2 separate regions of the Rattus norvegicus genome follow, and region 1 is linked to region 2. A link is a contact called in public Hi-C data. All regions are on one chromosome and are shown on one strand. Each heading gives the region's core, a stretch centred on a gene start, on an enhancer-like site or on the middle of the called end of the contact. The rest is flanking DNA. Distances are from core to core; before and after follow the strand shown. Region 1 overlaps Sez6 (seizure related 6 homolog). Region 2 holds the start of Pipox (pipecolic acid and sarcosine oxidase).

Region 1 (3,359 bases), core at 579-3,078, 73 kb after region 2:
GACTCTGTCTCAGAAAAAAAAAAAAAAAAGCAAACATTTAAAAGTATTTGATTGGGAATTAATCTACTGTAATATTTCTATAAATACAGAGTCATCTCCACCTTCAGCACAATACCACAATTCTTATTCATTTTGCAAGCATTTAAAACTGTAGAAAAGTACAAAAATAAGACAAGATTGTGTCTACATGCCACAATTCAGAATTATCCAGCATCTCCCCATACTATTTGTAGTCTTTAACACATACCTCAAAGCACACCCTACACACACACACACAGATACACACACACATACACACATATACACACAGACACACACACACATGCACACAGACACACACAGACACACACAGACACACACACAGACACACACACATACACACAGATACACACAGACACACATATACACATACAGACACACATACACACATACACACACACATACACACACACGCACACACACACACACATACAATGGCACGAGGACAACTTGGCAGGAGGCATTTTCTTTTTTTACCATGTAGGTTCAGGGGTTGAACTGGGGTTGTCAGGCTTGGCAGTAGACACCTTCATCAATGAGCCATCTCACAGTCCTTGTCTTACACCATAGCTCAGGCTAACCTCAAATTCACCCCAGTCCTCTGGCCTCAGCCTCCTGAGTGGAAGAAAGGGTTACAGGCCTGAGCTCCCATGCTGGCTGGAAATGAATGTTCCTATGAAATGCCGCAGCTGCTCTCCTCTTCTCAGTCTGCACTTGACTCTTCCTCCTCTGTTCCTCATGGGCCATCACTGTCTGACCCTCCCTTCTCTACGGCTAAACCATCTATACTATGAAGTTACTGTTTGAGTAAAACAAAAAGTGCTTAGCATGCCTTCTGTTAAGGAAACGGTATTATATTATATATATTATATTATACAACTGCGGATGTGGATGTGGGATGCGGGAGGGAGGCAAAGCTGCAGCTTCCCCATAGGGGTCCTTCTTGCCCGTCCCCTTCTCTTGGCTGGAAGTCAGTTCTATCCTTTGCACAGGCTAACTTTAATTCAGACACATGCACACACCCCCAGCATTAACAGGGAAATAATTGGTAAGAACAATCAAGACATTGTCTTACGTTGGCTTGGACCACTTCTGCCGCCCTATTGGGGGGGAGGAGCTGATGGGTGGGCAACCACCCTGGGGCTAGGAATGCTCTGACCCTGTCTATTCACTCGTCAAGGCTTTGCCACCCAAACTGGGGGAGCAGCCTGGTGTGACAGCAGGGATCTTAACGGTGGGCAGAGGTTGTCCAGGCCCTCGGCAGCGGTAGGTCCCCGCCCGGGCAGGGATGACCATCTGGGCGGCCCCTCCATCCTCCCTAATGACTCATCAATCCTTGTGAGCAGCAGGCATAATTTCATGCCACAGTAACCTTTTCTCTTGCTGCAAATTCCTTTGCACAAAACTCCAGTTCCCTCTTTGTGCTACCAGACAAAGGTGGGAGAATGCAACAGGGCCAGAGGCCTAGCACGGGGGAGCAGATCCCGAGGAGAGACTGGGAGAACTGGCCCACTCCTGCTCTTTGTCCCAGCAGCCCTCCCTCCTCTGCCCAGTTTTTGTCAATGATCAGCTCTTTCCTTAATGAGTGTAATTCCCCTAATTATAGACTGTAATTAGCCCTGATCCCAGAGATGGGAACAGGAGGAGCGTGTGTTCACGGGCATTTCTCGTGGGCTGGAGGAAGAGGGTGCCAGGAGAGTGAGGGAGGGCCTGGGTTCCCATGCCTGTGCAGGCACTGTCCAAGCTGATGAAGCAAGTCACAGTCGTGAGCTTCCACACAGGCCGGTGGCCGGATAGATTCCTCTGGCCTGGTCCCAGTCCGGGTGGAGAGTCAGAGTGCCTGACGCGCCCCTCCCTTCTTCATCCAAGCATTCTGGCACTGGAGCTGGCTCCAGAAACAGCCGCCAGCAAGAAAATAACTCAACAGATTGTGGTGGTGCAGACTCCCTGGGAACGGTTGGTTGTCATGGCAATTGGAGGAAGCTCATCTTGGGAAGTGGCACTTACCCGTGATGGAGTCTGGGGGCGCCTCTCGATGCCACCACCAGCCCCCTGCTTTCACATCATTCCAGCCCACTCCCTTCCCAGGTTGTGCTGGGACTTGCCGTGAAGATGTCAGGACAGGTGCTGAGTCTGACACCTGGCCTATGGCTCCCAGGGAGACAGCTCCTCATCCCAAACCCCGGCTGGCATAGTCCTCCCTAGCCTAGCCTAGGGAGGGTGAATGACTCGAGGGTTTCTCTGACTCCTCAGGCCAGGATTCCATATTAACTGGGGCCAGGTAGGAAGCAGAGGGCCTTGGGAGCTAGGAACTCAAATCCTTACCCTACCATACTTTTACAGTATGACAAGGGTACCGAGGCTCTCCCAACCTCTGCTTTCTTTATCTTTAATGGATTAGTAGCCCCTACCCTACCTTCTTTCTTCCAAGTGTATTATGGGTACCAGGTGAGAAGGAGCTCTTTAGGAACTAGAAAACGCAGCAAATGTAAGATGTTAGCACTCACGACTGCAAACATTAAGGCAGCTTGGAGGGGGCAGGAGGAGGGGGCAGAGGTAGGTGTGTGCTTTGTGCCAGGCACTGCACATATGGCCTCTCACTTAACCTCCGCAGTGTTGGAGCATATACCTTAAATCACTGGTTAAACAAAGACATTGAGGCACGGAGCAAAGAAGTAATTTGCCCACAGTGTCAGAGCAAGTAGCATAGTCCGCATTTAAACCCTGACCTCAGAACCCATCTTCTAAACACTGCCCTCTCCACCGGCCAATCGCAACTAGCCTCTTATTAGTCAAACCCTCAAACTCTCTACTTTTTTTCACATAGCAACTAAGAATACGACAGGTGGGAAAGGCCTCAAAACTGAGTCACAGGCAAGTCAAGCTTTGGTAGCTCATCTGCCCCAAGGCAGCCCCTTTCCCTGTTCACATAAAGGCACACAGAGGCACAGCCACACCTTCTTTCTATTTTTCTCCTTGTCAGCTCCGGGCATATTCTACCCACCTCTTAGACCCAAGCCAGACTCTCCCTTAATAAGCTATTTCTGGGGCTTAGCCTAAGGGTTGGGGTTTACCCAGCAATTTTATGGGATTTGCTGCCGCTATGTGGTCATAGATGGTATTACAACTCCGAAAGCAGAGTGGCCAATCCACGTCCAGTTTTCCAAGAGAGCGTGACTTTCTCCAACCCCTCCCACTGTCTTTAAAAGTCGTTTGCTGACCTGACCTACTGACCGTGTTTCTCAGTAATGTCAGAAGCTACCCTAATAAAGTCTCACCAACATGACCGCCTAAACACGAGCTGAACAAGGACAACTATA
Region 2 (3,456 bases), core at 764-3,263:
CTGGGCACCCGGCACCAAGCACATATGTAGTTGCATATACAAGTATGTAGAAAAAACATCCATACATAAGTATTTTTAAGTTAGGACATGAGTAAGAATATAGATCTTGGCCCAGGCCCTGTAAGATGGCTCCAGGCCTGCTCTAGATACCTGCCCATGGTGTTTCTCTAAGTTCTCAGAACACAACCTGTAGGAGACTTGGACATAGGGTCTAACTAGGCCTGGAACTCTGAGCTGACAGAGGCCAGCAGAGTCGGTGGAGAGACCGTGACAGTGAGCAGAAGGCCTCCCCACGACCAGCTCCTCCCTCTTGGGCTTGTGTCCCTCCAGTTGCATTTCAAGTCCACGCCTTACAGTACCACACCTTCAAAGCACCCGAGGGGCAGATCCCCCACATTCCTGGTCTTCCTCCCTTGCCCACCTGTGCAACTGGGCTCCAGCTTCACGCTCCAGCTGGGCCCATGTCCGATAACATTCATCCATCATCCTTGTGTAGAAGTCCTCGGGGTAAGCCTTTCTGATTATGCGGCTCTGTCCATGTGAGCTTCCTCGGGAATGGGGAAGAAGGAACTAGAAGCAGGGGACAAGAAAGACAATGGAAGCAACTGCCCTTGGGCTCAGCCTTCCCTTTGTTCTTTAGGAGCCATCTCATACTTCCCATGGTCCCTTCTCCCTTCTGGTCCCGGGGATTGAACCTTTGGCCTTGCACACACAAAGCCTTGCAGATGAGCTATTGCCTTAGACCTCTTTTTATTTCTTATTTGAGACATAATCTTGTTAGGTAGCACAGGAAGGCTTTGAGTATGCAATCCCCCTGCATCAGTCTTCTGAGCAACTGGGATTTTTAGGCCCTTGTCACCAGGCCTAGATATTTTTAAATATTTTCATACAATCCTTCCAGGTCTCCTTGCAGCCCACTGACTGGCCAGGCATTCGGGTTAGCAGTACTTCAGCACTGACTAAGTTTTTCCTTTTGTAAATTGCCCTCTCAGTCAGCCACACATCCCTTCGTTAGTAACCTTCTATTAGTCCACTGTATTCACATCCCACTTAGACGCCCAGAAAAGCAAGATCAGAAAGAACCTTCCAGATTATGCAAATCTAGCCCCTTGGTTTTATGGATATGGAAAAGGATGTCATCTCACTGAGCCTTCAGGTACTCAGGGTAAGGGAACAACCTTGGGATTGGGGGTGGGGTGAAACAAAATGGAGATTGTCTGCAGGTTGTGACAGGAATCCCTTGGGCTTTGGGCAAACATAGAGGAATTGAAGACAATTCCCAGGAAATGGTAACCAACTTGGAGAGCTGCAAGGCAGAATGGAAAGGAAGAAGCCACTGAGGTAGAAACCACAGCTTGACTGGTTGCATAGGCCACACCCCTGAGGGGGCCTGCAGGGTCCCCAGTGCCACCTTCATTTACAGAAGTCATGTGACCACTTTTCCTTTAAGGAAAAGAAGACCTGTGTCTTAGTTCCCAGGGCATCAAGTGAAGAGGCAGCTGTTACCCAAAGGTGGCAGAATCAACAGCAGCTCCTGGGAGGTTCTGGAAGGAGCGGCTGAGAAAACACAGCTTCCCCCAAAGCTGGTACATCAGCCTTTGCCTCTAGGCAAAACTGTCTTTATTTAAGGTTACCCAGAGCAGAACTGATTCTTTTTCTGGTTGGATCTACCATTTGGACAAAGAAAAGACCGGGTGGCAAGAATGAAGAGAGGTGGGGCACTTCTCGATTCTTGAGTGGTGGGAATTTCCTTTGAATTATCAAGATCCGCGTGCAGTGACTGCAAACACGCAAAGCGCTCAGAATTCCTGAGGTCCGGCCCTTTGGCTTCACCTATAGCCGGCAAGTTCTGGAGAGCCCTCCCTAGGAGAGGAAAGGGGATGGGACAGGGTACCTGCTCCAGCAGGAGGACCTTCTTGGAATTCTGGGCCAGGTGGTACGCGGTAAAACAGCCCTGGACGCCTGCTCCAATCACAATAGCATCCCAGAGATCTGTCTGAGCAGCCATGATGCCACAAAACCCACGAAGGAGAAGGCAAACAAAGGCACCTCCAGGCTAGAGGGGGAGGAGAAAGGCAAAGTCCAGTTAAGCTAGTGTTCCCAAAATCCCTTGGGGCCAGTGTCCTTGTCCTTCTTTCCCTCCCAGAAAAGCCTGGCACGGGGCTCAGCCTCCGCCTCCCCCTGCAGAGCAGAGCTGGGTAGACTGATTTGTGAGGTTTCGCCCGGCTCAGCTGCCAGCCTCACCCTTGTATCCCTCTAACTTGCTATTCTTGGCTCAATTATTGTCATGCAAATGGGCGCCTTCCCATGCCACCTTCCTGTCTCATTATGATCTTTGTCTCAGGACTTCGGCCCTGGAATTTCAATGCCTCCTAGACCAAGCTGGGCACCGGGAATGCTGCCTCCCCCTGCTGGCTTTTCCTCTCTGCAGCTTGACTTCCTCCAGAGATCTTCAGGGGCAGCTAAGAACTTGGCAGGATGCCCAGGGTTTGGCCCTCCTCCCTGGCGGGTGGGGAGGTCAGGGAGTAGATGCAGGGGCCAACTGGGAGGGCAGTTTTGTGATTATGAAATCATTCTCGGTGTGTTTTACTTTCTTGTTGAAAAAGGAGAATAAATGATACTGGGGGAAAAAAAAAAACTAGGAAAGGACGGCGAGAGGAAGGACCTTGTCCTCGGGCACACGGGGAGCCAGGCGCTAGCTCAGCACACATAGGGGCCATGTGTAGAGAAGCCTTCTGTGCCAGGCAGCAGGCTCAATGGGTATTGTTACAGACACTGGGGACAGAGCCAGAGTTGGCAGGTCCTGATTCTTATACAATTTGGGGGTCCATTTTAAGATAAAAGAAAAGGGGGGATTGGAGGCACAGCTCAGCGGTAGACTTTTGTGTTTGGCATGCTTGAGGTCCTGGGTTCAATACTCAGCACTAAAAATAAAAGAGAGAGAAAAAAAGAAAAAATTAGTCATGCAAAATTAGATGGCAGGACTTTGAAGAGACCGCTCAATTAGGGAGCCCCATGGTTGAAGTTTTATTAGCTTCCTGGTAAATCTGCCTCTGAATACATTATCTCATTAAATTCTCTGGTTTTTCTGTGTATTTTTATCCTCATTTTTTTTTTTTTTGGCAGATTCTAGATGGCCTCAAGTTCTCTGTCAGTCTTCTCATCACATGCTTGCCTAGTAGAATACAGTGACGGCCACACTCTAGCCCATGCCTTTGGACAACATCCTCTTCTTGCCTTGAAGAATTCGCTCTCAGACCCTTAACCACCATGTTAGAAGTCTAGCCACTCTGTGAGAGAGAGAAGACGAGAAAAGTCCCAGGATGACACCGACAGTCACATGTTAAGAGAGAAGCTATTTTGGACCTTGTGTCCAGACCAACTAACCACCACCGAGTGACCCATGACCCAACAGCCAAGCTGTGTCAGCATTCCTCAGTTTTATGAAGTAAAATA

Evidence for each region. A called contact is a pair of places that touch in the nucleus more often than the background predicts.
Region 1: a Hi-C map of Schwann cells shows a contact between it and region 2, with 2.7 times the contacts expected there. The contact joins the enhancer-like site here to the promoter of Pipox in region 2. A contact is called at or near these places in 4 of 12 Hi-C or Micro-C datasets (Schwann cells, kidney and liver) and 1 of 1 datasets of contacts at active chromatin or transcription factors (oligodendrocytes).

Annotation. Positions count from the first base shown.
Region 1 is chr10:63,351,138-63,354,496 of GRCr8, forward strand. All of the region lies in intron 4 of Sez6 (seizure related 6 homolog), which reads left to right. Among named protein-coding and RNA genes, the nearest start is that of Phf12, 17 kb to the right of the region's middle. Within about 2 kb of position 1,829, at least 37 of the 93 cell types and tissues checked have an H3K27ac peak or open chromatin away from gene starts, as enhancers often do. A contact at or near this core is called in Schwann cells, where this site is marked.
Region 2 is chr10:63,278,426-63,281,881 of GRCr8, forward strand. Pipox (pipecolic acid and sarcosine oxidase) reads right to left here and starts at 2,014. Exons shown (of 8, transcript NM_001012009.1): 1 at 1,895-2,014; 2 at 422-570. The coding sequence starts at 2,008. LOC102551552 (a long non-coding RNA gene) reads left to right here. Exons shown (of 2, transcript XR_001840242.3): 1 at 1-507; 2 at 3,127-3,456.